Regions from separate parts of the Sus scrofa genome. Here region 2 is linked to region 1. A link is a contact called in public Hi-C data. All regions are on one chromosome and are shown on one strand. Each heading gives the region's core, a stretch centred on a gene start, on an enhancer-like site or on the middle of the called end of the contact. The rest is flanking DNA. Distances are from core to core; before and after follow the strand shown.

What was found. Hi-C and Micro-C count contacts between places; a contact is called where the count stands out from the background.
Region 2: a Hi-C map of liver shows a contact between it and region 1, with 1.8 times the contacts expected there. The contact joins two enhancer-like sites. A contact is called at or near these places in 1 of 47 Hi-C or Micro-C datasets (liver) and 1 of 2 datasets of contacts at active chromatin or transcription factors (alveolar macrophages).

What each region holds. Positions count from the first base shown.
Region 1 is chr1:9,447,689-9,452,570 of Sscrofa11.1, reverse strand. All of the region lies in intron 2 of ZDHHC14 (probable palmitoyltransferase ZDHHC14), which reads left to right. Among named protein-coding and RNA genes, the nearest start is that of ZDHHC14, 170 kb to the left of the region's middle. Within about 2 kb of position 2,805, at least 25 of the 83 cell types and tissues checked have an H3K27ac peak or open chromatin away from gene starts, as enhancers often do. A contact at or near this core is called in liver, where this site is marked.
Region 2 is chr1:9,631,954-9,636,835 of Sscrofa11.1, reverse strand. No RefSeq gene overlaps it. Among named protein-coding and RNA genes, the nearest start is that of ZDHHC14, 15 kb to the right of the region's middle. Within about 2 kb of position 1,940, at least 2 of the 83 cell types and tissues checked have an H3K27ac peak or open chromatin away from gene starts, as enhancers often do. A contact at or near this core is called in liver, where this site is marked.

The DNA of each region.
Region 1 (4,882 bases), core at 1,556-4,055:
ATAGAGTTCCCGTTGTGGCTCAGAGGGCCCGACATTGTCTCTGTAAGAATGCGGGTTTGATCCCTGGCCTCACTCAGTGGGTTAAGGATCCAGCGTTGCTGCAGCATAGGTCGAAGATGCAGCTCCGATCCAGTGTTGCCATGGCTGTGGCGCAGGCCGGCAGCTGCAGCTCTGATTCGACCCCTAGCCCAGGAACTTCTACATGCCCCGATGCAGCTGTAAAAAGAAAAAGAGAGAGAGTGAGCAAGAGAAAGTAAAGGAATAGAGACGCATGTCCAGCACACTGTGGCTAGTGGGCCTCATTCTCAAATCCTGGGCCCAGAAAAAGGACGACAGGGCAGTTCCAGACACTCAGACACCCCTCTTGGAGCAGCCTTTCCAATGTGTAGGTTTCCGTGATGCTGGTGAGGAGTTAAAGGGAAGGGGAATGGGGTGTCCTGTCGCATCTGAAATACCTTCTGCTTTTGAAGAAAATGGCATCCTAGGAATTTTTTTTTTTTAAGTGGATTCCTTGTTTGGGGGAAAATGCCAGAATCATCTAGTGTGTGCTGATGCCAGGCAAGGTTGGGCAGAGTGCCTCCCACAGACACACACGGTGGCTGCTCAGAATGTCAAAATTCATGATTGTCTCTTTAAAAAAAAAAATCTCAGCCTGGGAGGGCTGGAAACCAGATGTCACACAGAATTATGGTATTTGGGGAAATACCACAAGGTCCTGAAGGGTCTGGTTATGGGGAAGGAGGGAGCTGAAGATTTTGTTTTTCCAAAGGATTTGAAAGGATAGGTTTGTTTCATCCGGGATATTCATTGAAGCCTCTGGTATTTCTTCTTCCCGTAGAAATAGCAACTCTTGGGGAGGTATGGTGTGTTGGAACCGAGGCTAGTTTCTGATAAAAACATATTTACTTGTTTGTGCAGTTGGGACATTTTACTGTGTGATGGGTGGAGGGGAGAATTATAGTCCTCTCTTCTGGGGGTTGCCCTTAACGGAACCAGTTTCGCAGTCCTGATAAAGTTGTGTGTGGTGAGCTGTATTTCCTTCTTCCTATAGGAGGAGAAGTGAGACCTGGGCCGGGTGGCTGTTTAACTGGCTGAGATCACACTTTCATGCTCCCACAACGCGGAGCCTAGGAATCTAAATTCCTAAATCCGCGTAGGTATTTTAGTGACCTCTGGATTCCTCATCCTGAGTCTCCTGGGTGTCTGTCTCACTGATACATGTGTATATACGTACAGACTGGATGCTCTTCTATAGAACTGATGAATTCTTCCTGAAAAGCAGTGGTACCTCCCCGAACACAGTCTTTAAAGAGTTCGTGTTTAATCAGCAAACTAACAACATGGAGCGATGCTGACATGCTTTAGTTTTTTTAAAAAGTGCTCTGATTGTAATCATTTCTCATGTACAAGGCCACGAAAAGGGGAAGGATGTAGAAAGAAGCAGGGTGAGGAAAAGGCCAACTTCGAGGGAACAGAGGAAGCCAGATGCTGTGGGAGGGGAAGTGAAGGATCAAGTGGCACGAAAGGGATGGGAAATTGGGACCACGTGGTTCAAAAATGTGGCCAAAGAAAAGAGTCAGGCAGGGTCTGGAGCATGGCAACGGAAATTAGAGGCCCACCTGCACCCAGTCAGGGGCACTAAGACAAGACCTTTCAGAGCCCACCTCCCTGACTGCAGGCGGGCAGGTGCGCTGCGGTCTCTGAGTCATAGGGCATTCCAGCTTAAAGGGGCTTCAGTAAGCATCCAGACCATCCCAGGCAACTCCCTTAGTTTAAAGGCGAGGAAAATGAGGCACGGAGAGAGACAGGTACACATCTGCCCAACTCACGCAGAGCAAATCTGCCACAGACCTGGGACTCCGGTCCTGGGGGTCTGACTCCGTGTCCAGGTACTGTTATTCTCCTTTGATGTTTTTGGTCCTGAAACTGAATTCCTCATCCTTGCCACTCAAAGTGATGTCCATGGAAGCGCACCATCGACATCCCCGGGGAGCTTGGTAGACCTGCAGGACCTCAGCCCCCAGCCCTCCTGCTGAATCAGAACCTGTTTTAAACCAGACACAGGTGATTGATGTGACAGCTGAGAACCTCGGCCCTCATGCCTTTCCACTTCCACTTCGGACCCGAGCCCGAACCCGTGACCTTCCTCTCCTCTTTAAGCTCTGGGGACTGTCGTATTTTCAGGAGCTGGGCTAACTACATCTTCATTTACCTGGAGCCTTCAGTGTAATAACCTCCCTGCCGCATCTCAGAGTGGCATCTCATTCTTTATTATTGTGTGGTAATAACAACTGTATCAATACATTCCCTTTAGATGGTGCTTTGCAGATTTCAAAGCCCACTGATATTTTTTTTATCAGTTAAACATGTGGCTGCAAGCACCAGCTCTGTCACTAAGCTGATTGAGTCTGCATCTCAACTTTTCCACTCGATCTATAACCCTGGGAAGTTTTAACTTCTCTGGACCCTAATTTTAATGCATATAAAATAGACTCACTGAGTGCAAAGATCCATTCCAGTGTTATTCTGATTCTAGCAATAAACCCTTCTTCCTCCTTTGCTTGACCTTGACAGTCCAGGCACCTAAATACTTTAGAAGGTGAAACCTATTCGACTACCTAAACCGAAGGAATGATGTATCTGTTAATAATTTTAGAATGCAAAGCTACATGCACACCCATGTAAATTCAACAAGTAAACTGTAGTTGCTGCAAAATAAGTGAGCTATTTAAATGACTCACGGAATATTACTCTCATCGTTACTTTTACTGGTATTCTGGGAACATGAAGCAGGATGATGAAACAATAGCTCTTTGAGTGAGGGAATGAGTCAGCAGGTCAATAAGTTTTAGAGGGAAGTCAGAGATAAGGCATTTTATCCAAGAATCGTCAGGGCTTGTTGGGAAAAACAGGCTCTGGAGCCGGGATCTGGCTGCCCCGGGTGTGCTGGGCGGGAGGAGGAGGGAGGTGAGAGAAGGGCGGTGTTTTGAGAGAAACGGTGCTGGGCAGCTCCGGAGGAGGTTAATCAGAAGAGTGGGCAGGCTCTTTGCCCTGGGAAGTGGGAAGCATTTTCTTCCTACAAGTATAGAGGAGCATGAAAGGCGGCCCAGGAATAAAAGGAAACAAAAGCCTCCAGGAGGAGGAAGGAAATGGACGGGCCAGGAGGTGTGGGGGTGCCAGCTGGGAGGAGGCGGGAGAGGCTGAGCAGGTGCAGGTCCGGGAAGGGATGATTTGGGAACAAGTGATGATTTAGTCGGAGATACAGCAGGTCTTCCTTGAACTTTCCTCAGAGGAGTTTTTTTTTTTTTTCTTTCTTTTTTTCTTAAACAGCCCTGGAGTCATCCACATACGGCTTCATAGTAAACCTCGGCATGTTTTGTGGCTGGAGCCTAAACTTAGGGTCCAATTGAACTGAGAGCCACTTGCCAAACAACCCATTTCTTCACGTCTCTGTTTATCCCTCACCTGTCAGATGCCCGTGTGTCCTTCGTGTGCCCACACACCCTGTGAGCATCGGAACTTTATCAATGTGTTATCTTTGGGGTCTGTGACAGCAACGAAACGATGCTGTAAATCACCGCCTGAAACGGTGATATAATCCTTCCAGCGCACTCTTGCTTTCCACATGCCCTTTCTTCCTCCTTTGGCATTTAATGCTGTAGTGTAGGGGTGTACAGCCAGGTTTGGGAAGGGCTATCTATGCCTCTCTTCCCTCCCATGTCCTAGAAAACTCTAAGCTAGGGGAGATAAATCAACTCATTTTTGTTTCCTATTGGTAGTTTCTGAGGCTCAGCCTCGTCTGAGAACATGAGTAGGCTAATGCCTGCTGTGTAGTCCAAAGTTTGTGATGGGCATTAGCACTTAGAGGCCAGAAGTTACATGAAAGAGGACAGAGAAGGGATGAGGTGTTCTAGGTGGAAGAATGGCGGGGTTATCCAGGGAGGGATATGGAGGTTCCCAGGTTAGGGGTCGAATCAGAGCTGCAGCTGCCGACCTACACCACAGCCACAGCAACGCGGGATCTGAGCCATGTCTGTGACCTACACCACAGCTCACGGCAACCCCAGATCCTTAACCCACTGATCGAGGCCAGGGATTGAACCCACATCCTCATAGAGACATCGGGTCCTTGCTGAGCCACAGCAGGAACGCCGCAAAGTATAGTCTTAACAAGTTTCTTTTGTTTGTTTCTATCAATGTAATTGTGGTGTTATAAACAACAGAGTCATCTGAAATACCTAAACAGACTCATTTTTATTGATAATTATTATGGTCAAACTCCATGCTATTTGGTTAGGCCACTAGTTCTTAAACTTGATCATGTCCCAGAATCACCTGAAAGGCCTGTTACAACAGACTGCCGGGCCCACCTCTAGAGTTTCTGAGTCAGTAGGTCTGGAGTGGGGCCTGATGCTGTGCACTTCTGACAAGTTCCCAGGAGGTGCTGGTGAGGCCGGTCTGGAGGCCACTCCTTGAGAACCACTGGGTTAGAGGGGTAGTTTCTGCGTAGAGACCCCCACCTTTTCTGCAGCCCTTACGTCTGAAGGCAGAGTCAAGCATGCCTGAAGAGTTGAACAGCCGCAAGACTCATGCCTCTCAAAGGGGATTCGTTGGGGAATGGGCGGCTTCCTTTCCTGTGGTCTGTTTTCTAAGATACACATATAGCGACCCCAGTGAGAAATTTAAGAACTGTACTGGGGACTGAATGAGCTGCTGTGGACTCGCCTGAGGTAAGCATCCCGTGTTCATGCTTTGGAGCCACTGCTACTGGTTATGGCCAAGGTAACCCCTCTCTGTGTGGGTCCTCAGGACTGGGTCACTGTCATTTAACCCTTGTCCCAGATGTCTAGAGCTCACCCTTGGGCTGGGATGAGAGTTCCCA
Region 2 (4,882 bases), core at 691-3,190, 190 kb before region 1:
CCATTCTTTCCGCAGACCCTTAACACTGGCCTCGCCGCTCCTTCCAGCGGCTCTCAGCGGACCGCATGACCTCCTGATTTCCGAGGGCAACATCCTACAGCCAGACTCCACGCAGCCCTCCTCTGCAGCGTTTCACACTAGGCAGAGCCCTATTCCCTCTGAAAGTCTGCCGTCCACTGGCATCGTTGGAATTACACCGCAGGTCCTCTCCTGCCCGGATGATTCTTCTTTGTTGCCTTTGCTCGCTCCCACCCCCTGTCCCTTACACATCAGCATTCCCCAAGGTTCTGCCCCGAGCTACCTTCTCTTCGTGCTCTCTATATTTATTCCCACTTGAGCTCATCCATGCACATGCCTATTAAAATAACGGACCAATGCCGAAAAGCCTAATGAAAAAAGTAAAAAATCATTAGCAGTAACATTTATCACCTTTTTAAATCTATACTTATGCATATAGTTGCATGATTTTATCAAAATTGGATCATTCTACACACATGTGTTTCATAGCCTACTTTTTAAAACTCAATAATACGGTTCGAACATTATAGATTAACACAGAGGTTTTTTTTTTTTTAACTGTCATTTTAAGTGTATGATGTTGTATTACTAATTTCCTATGGCTGACATAACAAAGTATCACAGACAAGGTGGCTTAAATAATTTATTTTCCCACCAATCTGGAAGCTAGGAGTCTGAGATCAAGGGAGTTGGTTTGGTTTGGTTGGTTTCTTCCAAGGTCTCTCTCTCTTTGGCCTACAGAGGGTCATCTTCTCTCTGATTTTCCTCTGTGTGTGTCTATAAAAATAGATTGGGGTCCACCATGTATAAAGGCCCTATCTTCAAATACAGTCAATTTCTGAGGCCTGGGGATTAGGATTTCAACAGAGGAATTTGGGTGGGAGGGGACCACCCTTCAGCCCATAGCACATATATTGAAAAAGTCACTCATGGAGTTCCTGTAATGGCTCAGCAGTAACAACCTGACTAGTATCCATGAGGATGCAGGTTCCATCCCTGGCCTCGCTCAGTGGGTTAAGGATCTGGCGTTGCCGTGAGCTGTAGTATAGATCACAGATGCGGCTCAGATCCTGCGTTGCTGTGGCTGTGGCCTAGGCCAGCAGCTGCAGATATGACTCAGCCTCTAGCCTGGGAACTTCCACATGCTGCAGGTGTGGCTCTAAAAAGACACACACACAAAAAAAAAAAAAAAAAAAAAAAAGTCACTCTTCATTCATACCGCTTTTTCCAGATATTTAAACAATGCCATGAGAGTGGTTGTTCTTCTTTGGTTTTGGAATTTTCTCTTCATCCCTTTGATTGAGGATGAGGAGCACAAGGGCCCAGACTGAGGGTCAGATTCCACATTAGTTATTCCTTTATCTGTGGCCCCTTGCTCTAGTGTGTGCACCCTCATTGTGGCAATTATACTATGGGAGTGTCCTCAGTTACCTTCTGGAGGCTACGTTTAATGTCAGACTAGTTCCCCGCCCCATAGTCCATAGCCCATGCCTGGGTCTCTGTGGAGAGATGGACAACGTTCATCAACATGACTCCAATTTATCTTGAGTGTCCATAGGTTTTAAGGTTCCAACCTTACATTTTTCAAATCATTGAGATTCTTTTGCATCCTTTTTCTTCTCAGTTCTCCTCCTCTATCGTCTCTTTTTCGGCTGCCAGATTTTTCAAAGCTTTGCTTCAAGTGCACTGAACATCTGTGTTAATCTACATAGTTCGATTGGTGTCACTGCTAAGATGCCAAAGCTAAGAAAATGGAATTTATATTACCTACTTTCCCTTTTGCCAAGAGGATGATAAATGTTTATCAGAGAAAAGCTGACCTAGACCACATGAAGCCTTTCTTGTGGCTGTGGACTTAGATGTGGACAGAGCCATCATGGGGCACTGACAATATTCATGTGTAACTTGGACTTTATCCTATTGACATTCTTCTAGTAAATTAAACATGCCTTTCTTCTGTTTCAGGTATTATTTTTCACCTGTGCTTGAGAGTGCCCACATTTTGCATAAACTTCAACAATCAGCCTTGCTAATAGAGTGCTGTTTTGTATCCGAGACATGAATGTCCCTCATCCACAGAGGACAAAGCCAGAGAGAGACTCACTAATTATAGAACAGGAAAGGTCAAAGGGGAAAGCAAGTCCCTTACATTTCAGTGGTTTCTAGAGGATAGATTCTTAACTGAGAAAATGCATTGCTTGGAAACTCTCTTATTCATTTTGAAATAAATTGGGAATGTGGAAGTAAAAAAGTAATCCTGTTCTTCGAAAACATATTAAGAAATACTGCAGGAATGCAAAGTTTAGGGAATAATATAATATATAAAAATCTGCCTTGTATCAGCTATCCAGCTTGAACTCCTGATTCTTTTTTTTCTTTCCCCCATTCTACCCTTGCAAAAAGAACAAATACCCTCAATTTGTCTCTCGCACTCTTGGATTTTTTGGGAGGAACTTTAGTATAGATGCATCTAAACATAAATAGTATATCTTGTTATAAATCATAGAAAGGATATCATACATTTGTCACCTTTGGCAAATTTCTCTTTTCATTCAATATTTTAAAAAAATTTGTCTTTAGTCTAATTATTCCATTTCCCTCTGAATAATATTCTGAGTTGTTTTTTTTTTTTTGGCCACACCCATGGCATGTGGAAGTTCCAGGGCCGGGGACTGAACCCACACCACAGTTGCTACCTGTGCCACAGCTGCAGCAATGCTGGATCCTTAGCCCACAAGGGAACTTCCTGAATAATATTCTATTGAATACACAGCCCACGAGTTACGTATCTAGTCTCCTACTAATGAACATAGAGACCGTTTTAATTCTTTTTATTGCAGAAAACAGCAATGCTTCAATGAATGCTCTTGTACCTGTCTTCCACCCAACAGTACTAAAGGCCTTGATGGAGACAGTACATGAGAGTTCCTTCTTTCACTTCCTTACCAGCATTTGGTACCGTTTCAATGGTGGTTTTTCATCATCACCAACATTTACTACTGAATGTTGTGCTCTAGGCAGTGGGAAGGGGATTGGAGACGTTAATCTCAACCCAAACTGCTCAAATTTCATCTTTAAAGAGAGGTACTAAAAGATTCAAATATTTAATCATAGGTTATCCCAAGAAAAGAAATCTTGGCCAGGGATCTTATTTGCATGAGCATTGAATAAAAATATAAATTCATTTTCTGCATTAAAGGATGCTCAACAAACTTTCCTATCTTATTTATACATGGAGGGATTATGGCAATTCACTTAAGTCCGCACTGTCCCCTCCTGATTTTATTTTATGCCTAAGCTGGACACAGTAACCTGCTGAGACTCAGGGGATGAACTAGTCTTTGACTTTGCCAGGACTTGGTCAGGAAGCCAGCACAAGGTTCTCCTCTGGGTGGGAAGTCTGAAGACCAGAGGTGGAGAACCTGGATGAGCAGCAGGAAGGTCCTTCTGGAAAGGGTGTGGTGTGAGGAAACCCGCTGAGGCTCTGGAGACATGGCAGCCCTGTACTGCATTAGGTTCCTCAGGACACAGCTGAGCACGCGTCCACTGAACACTTCCAAAAATGGGTCATGAGGGGTCTACCACAGGCCAAGGCAGAGCAACTGACGCCTAACTACCCTTTCTCTATAGATGGTTAGAAAACTGATCAAAATATACAAGTCAGCTGGTTCTGGGTATTGGAAAACAAGCAGAAAAATGCGGTGAGCGCCAAGATCACCTTAGCTCTTTGCCTGAGGGTATTTTCTGGGCCTTGGTGCAGGAAGAAGGGGCCCACAGTCCTTTAGCAATCTCAGTCTTCTATGGATGCAGAGGAGAGAGCTCAGGGCAGCTAAGGCAGCTGGAGTGTGTGGGGCAGGATATCATTAATGAAGGGAACGGTGCATAAAAGGAGCTCCAGAAACCTGCTTAGGGATCTGCTTCCTTCTTTGGCCATATACTGAACCATGAATGTAAGGACAAAGCTCCAGCAGGCCTGGAGCCTGTGTCCTTCTACAGTGCAGAAGGACACAGAGAGTCCAACTATCCAGAATGGGAAGACCTCACTGAACATTCCGGTCAAGGGGTAGAATTCATTCTAGGGATAGAAATACTCTACCCTTAGAGTAAAGACTAGTGTGGATTCATATTGAAAGCTTTAAAAGCAAACTTTGAAAGGCTCAAGCTGTTCTGTCAGTAAGTTAATTAACTGTCTGAAAGAAAAAAAATCTTGAGTACAATAAATTCCATAACGTCAGCAAGGTAGCATTTACAGTGTCGAGCAACTATAAAAATAACTAGAAATGTGACACATAAATAAGAAAAAAACTCCAATAAACTGAAATCAACCATGCGATAACTCAGATGTTGGGATTAGCAAACATGGACTTTAAAAGCTTAAAAATATGATTACGATGAACCCACCAGGTGGACAAAGTTCAACCAAAAGGGAAAACCCTACAAAGGAAGAAACTGGAAAAAAGAAAAATTCATTGGGCTTAATTAAATATTGGAGATGGCAGAAGAAAGGGTCAGTGAACTTGAAAATAGATCAATGAAGCTGTCTGATCCGAAGAACATACAGAAAGAAGGAAGACTTTTAAAAAAAGTAAATACACAGAGAGAGCTTCATCAACCTGTGGACAGTATCAAGCAGTTGAACATATACGGAACTGGAGTTCTAGAATGAAAGGAGAGAGGGAGAATGGGGCCATAGACAGATGTTTGAAAAAATAATGACCAAAATTTTGCTGAATTCTGTGAAAATGATAAATTTACAGAAATAAGATCTAAAACTTAAGCAAGATAAACAAAAAGAAGACAACATTTGGGCACATAACAGTTAAACTGAAAAACCAAAATGGAGTCTTACAAAAAAAAATAAATA